Regions from separate parts of the Zea mays genome. Here region 2 is linked to region 1. A link is a contact called in public Hi-C data. All regions are on one chromosome and are shown on one strand. Each heading gives the region's core, a stretch centred on a gene start, on an enhancer-like site or on the middle of the called end of the contact. The rest is flanking DNA. Distances are from core to core; before and after follow the strand shown.

Region 1 (5,957 bases), core at 2,669-5,168:
ATAGTGATTCTAGCTGGTAAGGGCAAACAAGTTATGCAAGTATACTGATAACTACCTCATGCGTCTCAATCCATGCTACAACCGAAGTAAAAGTAGATCCCATCTAATAGGCATATCACCTATATGTAAACCATTTAGATAAAAAAATTGTGCATGACCTAGCTTCGGTACCACTATTAAAAAATGTGTATGGCACGCACTAGCATATCTACCACGTTCAACCAAGATCCTATGGGAGTAGATGATCATGGTCGCTACCATTACACACGCAGCACAATGTAAAAAACATGTCGATGTAGTGAAAGCAGTCGAATGTCCTCGCCAGAGGCGGGCCCAGGGGTGGTTCATGGGTATTCATTGAATACCCCAAATTTTTGGTGATCCATAATAATGTGTCAATAATATATTAAAAAATAGTGTTAAAACACTAATTTCTTTGATCTTTTAAATTTTGAATACCCAATCTTAAATGTCTAGGCCCGCTTCTGGTCCTCGCACACCAGCAGTAGCTAGAACACATCCACTCATCCTACTTATGTTCGTTGCCAATCAATACTACATTAGTAACACCATCTACACAATATCTATACGTGCGGCGATGAAACAGTATGATGTTGATATGCTAGCACCGCATGTATAGTAGAAGAAATAGTAGCAGCATCTTGAACGCCCGCAACCATAAGAAGGGAGACGATAATCGCTAAGATGACGCTCTCTAGTATATCTGCCCCTTTATATATATAATGGAAGCCCTGGGCTTCCAATAGTTAAAGGAAGCCCAGGTCGATCATCTCTGCAACCTGGTTCAACCCAGCGCACCAACTGGACCAGGTTGTCAGTTGCACCACCCGCGCCCGCGTCTGTGCATGCAAAAAAAGAATGCATGCATGAGTCAAACACGTCCCCTTGCATGCGCACAAATTTAGGAAAGATATGTGTGACGGTTTCTATTTTTAAATGCTTTATTTCTTCCATAAATTTAGAATCGCTGCAACAGCCATGCAACTAGACTCGTAAGGACCATTTTATGATATATACTGCTACTAAATATGCTACCCTATGTAGATAATTATGCAATCTGGTATACTGCGTAAAAATCTGTTACCAGCTGTATGTACACGAATTTATGATAAAAATAATATGCAATGAAAGAAAATGAATTGCACACATAGAAACAAAAAATCATATTTAATGTTTTATTTTCTTCATAAATATAGGATCCCTCCAACAGCCATGCAACTAAACACATTAGATCTAGTTTATGATATATATTGATACAAATTATATTACATGTTGTAGATATTTATGCAATTCGTTACACTGCGTAAAAAATCTGGCATGTTGTTCACTGGTGGACACATCTCCGGGTTGGAGCGTAATAACCTTAAGTTTTGAGCATAAAATCCTTCAATTATAAGCGTAAATACCGAGCCAATGTGAGAGGTTGATAGCTCTAGTAGATTGTTATTACGATCCTATTTTTATGGCAGATCCGAAAAACATGGCAGTCGCATGCATGCGGTTATACAGATCCAAAAATTATGGCAAAATGCATGCATGAGTCAAACACGTTCCCTTGCATGCGCGTAAATTTAGAAAAGATATGTGTGACGGTTTCTATTTTAAATGCTTTATTTCCTCCATAAATTTAGGATCGCTGCAACAGCCATGCAGCTAGACTCGTAATGACCATTTTATGATATATACTGATACTAAATATGTCACACTGTGTAGATAATTATGCAATTCGGTATACTGCATAAAAATCTGTTACCAACTGCATGCACACGAATTTATGATGGAAAGAATATGCAATGAAAGGAAATGAATTAGAAACAAAAAATCGCATTTAATGTTTTATTTTCTTCGTAAATATAGGATCCCTCCAACAGCCATGCAGCTAAACGCATTAGAACTAGTTTATGATATATAGTGATACAAATGATACTACACGGTGTAGGTATTTATGCAATTCGTTACACTGCGTAAAAAATCTGGCATGTTGTTCACTGGTGGACGCATCTTCGGGTGGAGCGTAAAAACCTTAAGTTTTGAGCATAAAATCCCTCAATTATAAGCGTAAATACCGAGTCAATTTGAGAGGTTGATAGCTCTAGTAGGTTGTTATTACTATCCTATTTTTATGACAGATCCGAAAACATGGCAGCCACATACATGTGGTTTCTATTTTTATACAGATCCAAAAATTATGGCAAAAATCGTAGGAGTTTCATTGCATGTGCGTAAATTACGAACAACATAAATCAAGGAATTGTCTTTCCAATGTGCATGCAGTAAACTGATATACGAACTCCGTGTTTAAGCATAAAATCGTACAGTTTTTTGCGTAAATAATACATGTGGTAGGCATAAAACACAATAATCGAAAAAAGAAACTGCGCCGGATCGGAGGATGTCACGCGCGATCATCGCTGCGCGCATCTCAGGCCTTTCGTGACGCCGCTTGCTCGAACATCGCGTCTCATGCGTCGCCGTCGCTACTCGCACGTCGACGGGCGTCGCTTGCTCGTCGGCCTTGGAAGTGCTGCCTCCTCAGGATCTCGGGGACGCAGCCGCTTGCCCGCACAAGGGCCCCGCTGTCGCTTGCCCTCTGGATCGGGGAGCCGCCGCCACCGACCTGGGAACCGCCGCCACTACTCCGGATCGAGAAACCTCCGCCACCGCGCGTCGAGGCCATGGAGTTGCGGCCACCGGCTGGGGGTCCACCTCCGCGCACGCTCTGGGGCAACTGCCGTCGTCGCACGCGGCGTCGCTAATGAATCGGGGTGGAGCGTAAAAACTGAACCCTAGCACTCCGGGTCCTGTTTTATAGACGTACGGATGTGGTTCGGCTCGACCGGATTGCACCGTCCGACCTGGGCTTCCTCTAGTTATTGGAAGCCCAGAGCTATTAATATATAAACTATATATATATATATATATATATATATATATATATATATATATATATATATATATATATATATATATATATATATATATATATATATATATATATATATATATATATATATATATATATATACTAATAGATTTTTACTCTAAAGGTTTATTAAATATGGACGATGATTAACTCTTAGTCATATATTTAACAATGATATCTAACATGTCGTCTGCCTACCTGACCGCCTATTCCACCCCGATCGATTGATGCATGATTCATATATCTATAAGTCGGTCTCTAATGGAACGTGTATATATAGACGTACAAAACACAGTTTTACATTGTATACCGTGTTGTTTTTACGATGGAATTTAAAATAAAGAGTGAAATAGAAAGGTCGCTAGAGCCTAGAGATAGCCTTACGGAGCGGACGGTGCGTGCATGGATGGATAATGATCTAATCCCCGATGAAAATAGCATTTTCAGATACTCCTAGCACTAGAATCGACGTGATGCTGCGCGCCTCTCTTTCCCCAGTTCCCTGCCCTACGTACGCCTGCCAGGCACCGCAGTCGTCGCTTCTGCAATTATTGGCGTGCGCGCACGCGCACACACCCGTATGCGTCTGTCAACGGACACGCACGTACGTAATGGCAGACGAGCGCGCGCAGGCGCAGGCATCGAAAGCTAGACGCCTCCCTGGCCTTCGCCGGTTCTAGCTACCTCCATGCTTCGTACTACCAGTACATATACTGGCAGCGAGCACAGACACGCATAGTCAGATGAATGGATCGAACGCGTCCTTTTCCTTCCATCACACTCTTGAGAACGCTCACCTGCCTGCTACATTGCAATAGATCGCAGTGAGCCATGGATAATGGGTTATGTACGCCCAGCTTTCCTTTACAGCAAGGTACGGCCGGCACAAGGCAGCAGCAGCAGGCCATGCTGGGCCAGGGCCAATGACGCGCCGGCTGGCTGTGCCACAGCCCACATACAACGTTGTAGCGTCGCGCTGCAACGTCGCACGTGACATGCCACAACGCCTGGCGGCCGGCCCTAGCACGGGAGCAGGCATGGGGACGACGCGTCCCGTCCTGCCCGTACCGTTACACGAGATGACGTTGACGTTACAACACGCGATCAGAGCTACAGCGCGCGGGCGCGGGCGCGGCCGCCCAGCCTGCTCCCGACACGAGGAATTTTCCGCAGCGTCCGACCCATCAACCCGCTGCGCACGGTACCTCGGCAGCCTGCCTGCCTTCCCTGCTGGTGTTTGCTAGCTAGGAATTTTATGGTCCTTGGCCAACGGCAGCTGCAGCCACCGCGACGTCGTCGACGGTGACGATCTCGTCAGCCGGCGCCATCGGCATGCTGCGCGAGCTCCCCGACCGCTCCTTGGCCACCCTGCGGGTTACGTCGGCCTCCCTGCCGGAATCAGCGTTAGGGTCACCGCCGGGAATCTTCCAGAACGAGAAGGGTTTCTTCCTCAAGCCGATCCAGCCATGGACACTCTCGTGCACGCGGGAGCCAAAACCATGCAGCTTGATCTGTCCGGTCATCTGGATCATCACAAATAGCGACCCGATGCTCAAAATACTCCAGCTTTATATGATGAACATTAACGAAAATAACGAGATTCTTTCCAATAGATAGATAGTGTGTATCCTTGGAGCTTACATGGGTCACGATGGCGTATAGTGGCAGCGTGATATAGCTGCAGATGACTTCGATGATCACCCTGAAAAACACAACACAATTTACTGTCATGACTGATGCAAGGACCTGATTCTTTGCTATTGATCTATTTTGTGCGCTAATCATCCTCGTACTGACAAGGAGAACGTTCTAGATTTTTCAGGCAATTCAAACTTTCGCTGACCCGATAACAAGTCTGGAAATGACATAAGGCTTCCGTTCCATCATACACGAACCGAAACCTTCTGATACCTATTAAGTGATTATTGTTAGCTCCAAGGTGTGATTCATGGAAAATTAATTGAGAAGTAGAGGACGTAGTGCAAAAAATACCAGAATCCAGAAGAAAAAACTAATCTCGAACGAATTCTGGAACAGGATGAAATGGATCAAATGAAGGACTAGCTCAGGCTTGTGAAACCAGAAATGGTCCTTGCATGGCTTTATTTTCGGAACTTCCTCTGTATTATTTGATAATGATATCGCTGCCTCTTGAGCCAACCGAGTGATAATGTGCTCTAGTTTGGCACCAACAATAAGTAACAGCTGCAATTTACCACTTTGTTTAGGGATGGCTCTCATCCATTCATTCAAATAAACAGTGTTTGTAGTCAAACTTCTTGGATATGACAGTTTAGTTCAAAAGCGAAAGGCCGAATATCTGAATTCAATCAACACAACGCCGAAGGAAACGTATCATACTTACAAATAGAGGCAAGAAAGCCAACCAGAAGTATGTGTGCCATCCTGCATTTTGACAGAAAGCAACAGAAAAGGGATAAATAGAATCACAGCAGATAGTTAGATGTGTATGAATGTATGATGCACTGCATATGTGAAAGCAATGATAACTATATCAGATGTAAAAACAATGATTACTAACTATATCAGATGTGAAAGCAATGTTGATAGGCACAGACCAACTAATCCACCCTACTGACCAATCAATCGTCAAAGTTACGCAAAACTATAGTACTAGTTGGCATATAAATTACAGAGGGCAAATAGAAGCTATAAGAACAGCTACTGATATAGTTAAATGCTTCTGCTCTACCGATTTTAAGACATGAAGAGAATTACCATTTATATTCAGCAGCAGGAATAAGATTACAAAAAGCCACAGATACCAGCTGCATGCAGGTAACTCATGTAAGATCACTTATGTTTAAGGAAACATGGAACCTTTCTCTGAATACACCAACCTGATACCAACAACTCTTTTAAACTCATATTCAACAGCGCGAGTCATGTATTTGTGGAAATCAATATCTGGTTTCTCGGGATAGTGTTCCTGAATGAAAAGAACAGATATATGCCCAACGAGCTTCAGCACAAACACGGACAGATGCGTGAA
Region 2 (6,614 bases), core at 3,045-5,544, 150 kb before region 1:
CAAAACAACACATTACATAAACGGTGGGTTTTGAACTAATAAGTCGTAATACAATGCATCTACCAAAACAACACATTACATAAATGGTCGGTTTTGAACTAATAAGTGGTAATACAATGCATCCATCGATCCTAATATATATATATATATATATATATATATATATATATATATATATATATATATATATATATATATATATATATATATATATATATATATAGTACTTGTGGTTATGGAGTAGAAATCTATTATATAGCTAGGGTTTCATGTTGTTTTAGGTTATACCAAGTTTATCTTTTAGGTTTAGAGCAAGTTTATAAAGACTATTTTATACCTATGGGTTAAAAGATATGGGTGACTGCAGAACATTCCAATATAATACATGTATACCTATTGGGTGAATGTTTTTGTCCAATAAAGGACTCATAGGTACAATTTTTAGTCTATATAAATCCCCTATTAGAGTAAATAATCATCGAGTATCAGGACCCATATGTACTCTCTAGCTAATTTCAAGTTTTCAACAACCGGATTGGAGCTACCCTACTTTGACATATTTTCTTCAACCATGCATATTCCCATCGACACGTACAAGTAAATAATCAATTTAATTTATGATTTGACTACTTGAAATAGTGCAATCTTGTGTATGTATTATCACCATACGAGTTGTAGATACACAACAAGGGCTTCTTTCTAAATATTTTACGGTGGAAAACTTGTATATTTCACACTTCTTATGGATCCAAGCATTGTGTGTTCGAGGTAGCTCTTCAACAACGTAAGGTAGTGTTTGGTTCTAGAGCCTAGTTACATAGAATGACTTCGTTCCAAGAATGGAATGGTTTCATTCCATGTTTTGGAGATAGAATGGAGTTCAAGAGTGTAGGTAGCACTGAGTCACTCCATCAATTATATATTTGGGAGAAGCCATAAGAGTGTGATCACCATCATCTCTTGTTGGTGAAGGAGATTCGAACGGGGACGCTCGTGAGCAAAAATGTTCGATAGTTTTTGGGGAGCAGTGGGATTCAATATATTAGGGAAATATTTTTTGAACCTGCTCTGTTTCAGACTTCCGTAAATCAAACACTACTAAAGATTTACTAGAGCCACGAAGTTCCACCTCGTTCGAGAATAAACGCTACATATATGTCTTTTTTGTTTTTTCTTAGTGTAATAAACTTTGTTGTATTAGATGCCATCTAGCTTGTGTTTGCACTTTGTTCCCTTTTAATGAAATATATGCTTAGGCGCATTTTCTAAAATAAGATAGTAAAGCTAAGATAATAAATGTAATCTGGCAAATTTTATCACATTTATGACTTGATTTTCACCGGAAATTTGTATACTTGACCTATTTAACTAGTTTGACTAAAGAAATACACTCATATTCATAAATTTAAGCATTTCTATCATTGAAAATTTGTCCACACATATAAGCATTTCTTGCCTACTCCAACCCTCATGGTCTTTATACCTACCATTTAAGTTAATGCATGTATAGGGAGGAGCTAATTATAATTGTGTGATTGATGACAGTCCTAGTGCTGAAAACCATATGTAGTTTCTATGCGTAGTAATACATTCTATTAATAAAATAGAACCAAAAGAATCTGAAAACCACAAATAGTTTTCATACCTATCAATCTTTTGTATCAGTACAATAGAATCAAAAGGAACTCTCATGTTTGCCAAGGAAGTTTAGAAATTGTTGTATTACACTATTGGAAAGATGATCTTTGCCTAGTGTTAAATTCTTTGTCGAGTGCAAATCCACGGGCACTAGGCAAGAAGTCCCTTTGAAGAGTGCAAAAGAGGCTTTGTCGAGTATCTATGACACTTGGCAAAGAAGGTGATTCCTGTAATGTTAGGTTGTGCTCAGGAGAGCGTACAAATAACCTTGCAAAATATTATTCTATATTGTAGACTATATTGTTTATAGAGTAAAGTTTGAAATAGGAAGTGAACTAAGAAATGGGATAGAAAGGCTACCATAGACAACCTTAGTTATGAAAAAAATGAGAAGAATATATACCATTAAACTACATTATGATCTAACGACAAAAAATGAATAGAATATCAAAGAAAAAGAAAAAAAATAATTTAGATTTTATAATAATCTAACATCAAAATCAGTGCATCTCAAATATGTCATCATCCTTTCAAATCTCAACAAAGCATCCACGAAAATACGAAAAGATAGATGTAGTACATTAAACTCTTGGCCAAAGATAGATGTACCAGGATGTGTCGGTTTAGAAAGTGCAAGCCATCACTATCGTATTCGAGAGGGTGACTCGCGGATGTTACCTCAAAACTGTCTACTTGTTATATACACACTGCATATATAAATTATTTACATAGATATTACATATAGAAATTTTATTCTCATTGGATTGTTTCTATAGAGTAATTTTTATTCAATGAAATGCCTTATCTCTATCATCTACCTATCATATTTCTTCATATCTTTATTTGTGTATGGACATAGTTTCTTATCTAAGGTAACATTTCTTGTCCTTCTTCTTTAATTTAAGTGCCATGTTATTTTTTTGATTAGTTGACATCCTAATTAATAAACACACAAACCATCTAGTTTTATGGTGGGGAGTGCCCTGAGGGGCATCACAATTCACAATAATTTGTAGTCTTCCTTAATCTATCATAAAAATTCTAGAATTATGTATATTTGTAGCAAAGACAGTAAGAAGACATAATTTCTACAAGTCTAATTCATATATAATCAAATTTTCCTTCTGTACCTCCTTCCTCTTTATATTGCTAATCTAACTTTCACATAATGCTCATAAATTCCCACCTATGAAACTTTCTATTTTTAATAAAATTGTTTTTATTTACATCATTTTCAACCTAGCTTGTTTCATGGTACATTGTTTCAGTTTAATCGACCATTTATCTTCTTTAAATGTTCAATTCGTTCATTTGAATGACCATTTAGTCCAATAATGGATTAACAGTTGGTGACTAGTTGATTAGTGTTTAGCGTTTCATTCATAAAACGTTTTGCACTTAGGGTCTGTTTGGTTGAGCTGTGGCCGTGGAAAAAAAGTCGTTGTGTGTTGTGAGCTATAAAAAAAGTTGATGTGGACTAAGAGCTATAAAAAGCTAAAAAACCGTTTGGTGAAAGCCACTAAAAGTTCTTACATATGTATTTGCACAGTTCCATCCAAAAGTCATTAAAAGTATATCCAAATATATTTTCAATTTTGCACTGAAAGAAACCAGGCTTTTGGAAAACACTGCTTTCTGGTTCGAACCCTTTGGTTTGCTTTTGTTTTTTACATGGCAAAATACAAAACCAAAAAACAAACCAAACACACCCTCGCAGAATTGTGTCATACCACCGCATGCATTTTCTTGAGTCCTAATATTGGCCCTTAGATTTGTTTGTTCAACCCCTGCATAATCCAATTATTTCAGCTTTGCTAATTAGCTAATATACAAACTCATTATAAGCTAGCTTATAATTAATCAGGAACACTTTGTTTATATAATCCTATAAGGTTATCTCCAGCGGCTTATCAATCCCTATACACATTTTCAAACTCAACTCTACGAAAAATACAGTTTACAGATAAAAACAGTGTTTTAGGTGACCTTATGAGTGAACTGTTGGACAGGTCTAAACTATCTATAGCTTCCCCCACACCTATATATAAGTTGTATTTGTATTATTTAACTGATGCGTTAAACATGGGGGCTAATATAAGCACGAAATTTGCATCCATCTTGCGTATACATGTACACAAGCACATGGATACAATGGAACTTTGAGAAGATTTGGAATCGCTGGATTCTTATTATTCAGAGACAGCACCCGCTCAAGCCGCGCCTCATGAGAAGGACTGAAAAGAAAACTAGAGGCGAGCTGAGCTTGGCACATATATCAACAATGAGTACAGTAGTTTTTTTTGGTAGCAGAAATGCAGAATCCATGTAATAGAGATTAGTAGCCTGGCTTAGCGTAATGAATATAGTATTTGGTTGTTTAGGCCCACCGGCACCAACTCTTGGAATGTTTTAGTTAGATTCCTCCATTCCTTTGGCCTTCCCAAATCACACGCACCACGATCCACCAGATAAAAGACAACTCCCTGCACACTCACTCACCCTTGCTGCCACCTTTCCCCTGCCTCCCTCCGTCCCACTTCTATTCCTAGTTCCTAGAGAGAGAAAGCATCCACTTCTCTCCCACAACCAGCTCTGTCTCTCTCTCTCCCCTTCGCCCTCCGAGTTTACACAATGCATCTACTAGTAACTCCTACTAGTAGCTAACTAGGCTATGGGCGAGTAGGTAGTGGCAAGGTACTGCGTAGTGGTGTAGCTGATGAGCTGCAGCAGCCTCTCAGACTCTCACACAAGCACACCTCTGTATTTTTGGCAGATGAGGATGTCCTGTCACGGAAGCTGCAGCTGCGAGGCCAGTCGTCCCAACCCCAGCCCCAGATGCTGCTGCCGGACGTCGTGCGCCCCTATTAAACCCGCCAGGAGATGAGATGCACGTCCTTCCACTCGCGCTCCACCCCCTCATGCTCCTCGCCTGCCATCACCGCCGACTCCGGCCGCCGCCGCCGCTGAAGAAGAAGAAGCTCGGCCTGCGCCGTCCAACGACCGACGAAGCTATGCTCAGCTCACTCCACCACCACTCCTCGTCCTCCTCCGACACCGACAACAACAATGGCAACAACAAGAACGGCAGCAGCAACAACAGCGACGTCCTCGCGGCGGCGGCGGTGCCGTCCGCGCGGGACCTCGTGCTCGCGTGCGCCGACCTGCTGCAGCGCGGGGACCTCCAGGCCGCGCGCCGCGCCGTGGGGGTCCTCCTGTCCGCGGCGTCCCCGCGCGCGGACGCCGCCGATCGGCTCGCCTACCACTTCGCGCGCGCGCTCGCTCTCCGGGCGGACGCCAGGGCCGCCGCCACGGGCTTGGTGGCCGCCGCCGCCGCGCGGCCGGCGTCGTCCGCCGCCTACCTCGCGTTCAACCAGATCGCGCCCTTCCTGCGCTTCGCGCACCTGACGGCGAACCAGGCCATCCTCGACGCCGTCGAGGGCGCGCGCCGGATCCACATCCTCGACCTGGACGCCGCGCACGGGGTGCAGTGGCCGCCACTGCTGCAGGCGATCGCCGAGCGCGCCGACCCGGCCGCGGGACCGCCGGAGGTGCGCATCACCGGCGCCGGCGCCGACCGCGACACCCTCCTCCGCACCGGCAGCCGCCTCCGCGCCTTCGCCCGCTCCATCCAGCTCCCCTTCCACTTCACGCCGCTCCTGCTCTCCTGCGCCGCTACCCATCAGCAGCAGGTCGTCACCAGCGCGAGCACCACGACCAACACCACCACTTCGAGCGCGGCCACGACGAGCCAGCTGGAGCTGCACCCGGACGAGACGCTAGCCGTCAACTGCGTCATGTTTTTGCACAAGCTAGGCGGGCACGACGAGCTTGCCGCCTTCTTGAAGTGGGTCAAGGCCATGGCCCCCGCCGTGGTGACCATCGCGGAGAGGGAGACAATCGGCGGGGGTTTCGACCGCATCGACGACCTGCCCCAGCGGTCCGCGGTAGCCATGGATCACTACTCGGCCGTGTTCGAGGCGCTCGAGGCGACTGTGCCGCCGGGGAGCCGGGAGCGGCTGGCGGTGGAGCACGAGGTGCTCGGCAGGGAGATCGACGCCGCGCTGGGTCCCTCCGGTGGGAGGTGGTGGCGCGGACTCGAGCGGTGGGGAGCCGCGGCGCGCGGCGCCGGATTTGCGGCGCGGCCTCTCAGCGCTTTCGCCGTGTCGCAGGCGCGGCTGCTGCTGCGGCTGCACTACCCGTCGGAGGGCTACCTCGTGCAGGAGGCGCGCGGCGCGTGCTTTCTCGGGTGGCAGACGCGGCCGCTGCTGTCCGTGTCGTCGTGGCAGTAGCCCGCCGCCGCCGCCACTGAGGACGAGCCTTCTCTACCTGCTGCGTGCATGCATTCATGCCGGCGGCGCCGACGGACGGACTAGGGTTTGCCTCGCTCATCACTAGTCATCAGTACCGCATATATAGAGCTAGCGTATATATGAGCATTGCATTTTGTAGCAATAATATTGGTTGTTACTTGCGCTACGTACGTACTTAGCAAGATCTCATTGTGATTTTGGAGGATGGGTTTGTTGGGTCAATTGGAAGGAGGAAACCCTAACCCTAGCTTGCTGTGGTTTAATTGCTGTTGATCTTGGCAGCTTGGATGGATGGATGGTTAGTTGGTTGGTTGATTAGCACTCTTGTTAATTTGAGGAGTTTAAGTCCATATGTAGCCTTGCATGCATGGAATGGCGGCATTGGAACAAGTGAAGAGGTCGGCCTTCAGGCTTTGTTCGGCTAGCAATTTCTTCAACGTACTAAAATCGGCTTTGCTATTATATTTTCATACTTGTATCTATCTATCTATCTTTTATTTATATATTTGTTCTTTCATCTGTTTCTCTCAATAGCTCATGTGTGGATTCCATACTAGTAGGGAGATTTTAGTCGTCTATATTATTAATTATTTGTTATTTTGATGTGAGATCCTGCTCTTCTTCGTTTAAGTTGGACGTGTGATCTTGCAGAATGTCCTCTTCTGA

What was found. A called contact is a pair of places that touch in the nucleus more often than the background predicts.
Region 2: a Hi-C map of ear shows a contact between it and region 1, with 4 times the contacts expected there. The contact joins two enhancer-like sites. A contact is called at or near these places in 2 of 25 Hi-C or Micro-C datasets (ear and tassel).

Annotation. Positions count from the first base shown.
Region 1 is chr9:107,562,927-107,568,883 of Zm-B73-REFERENCE-NAM-5.0, reverse strand. It overlaps LOC542673 (barley mlo defense gene homolog 7), which reads right to left. Exons shown (of 14, transcript NM_001112191.1): 8 at 5,806-5,894; 9 at 5,684-5,733; 10 at 5,310-5,350; 11 at 4,937-5,149; 12 at 4,788-4,855; 13 at 4,586-4,646; 14 at 4,086-4,467. The coding sequence ends at 4,198. Among protein-coding and RNA genes, the nearest start is that of LOC109942230, 6.1 kb to the left of the region's middle. Within about 2 kb of position 3,918, at least 19 of the 20 cell types and tissues checked have an H3K27ac peak or open chromatin away from gene starts, as enhancers often do. A contact at or near this core is called in ear and tassel, where this site is marked.
Region 2 is chr9:107,713,866-107,720,479 of Zm-B73-REFERENCE-NAM-5.0, reverse strand. It overlaps LOC103638811 (protein MONOCULM 1), which reads left to right. Exons shown (of 3, transcript XM_008661623.2): 3 at 4,412-6,467. The coding sequence starts at 4,524. The coding sequence ends at 5,927. Among protein-coding and RNA genes, the nearest start is that of LOC103638811, 6.8 kb to the left of the region's middle. Within about 2 kb of position 4,294, at least 6 of the 20 cell types and tissues checked have an H3K27ac peak or open chromatin away from gene starts, as enhancers often do. A contact at or near this core is called in ear and tassel, where this site is marked.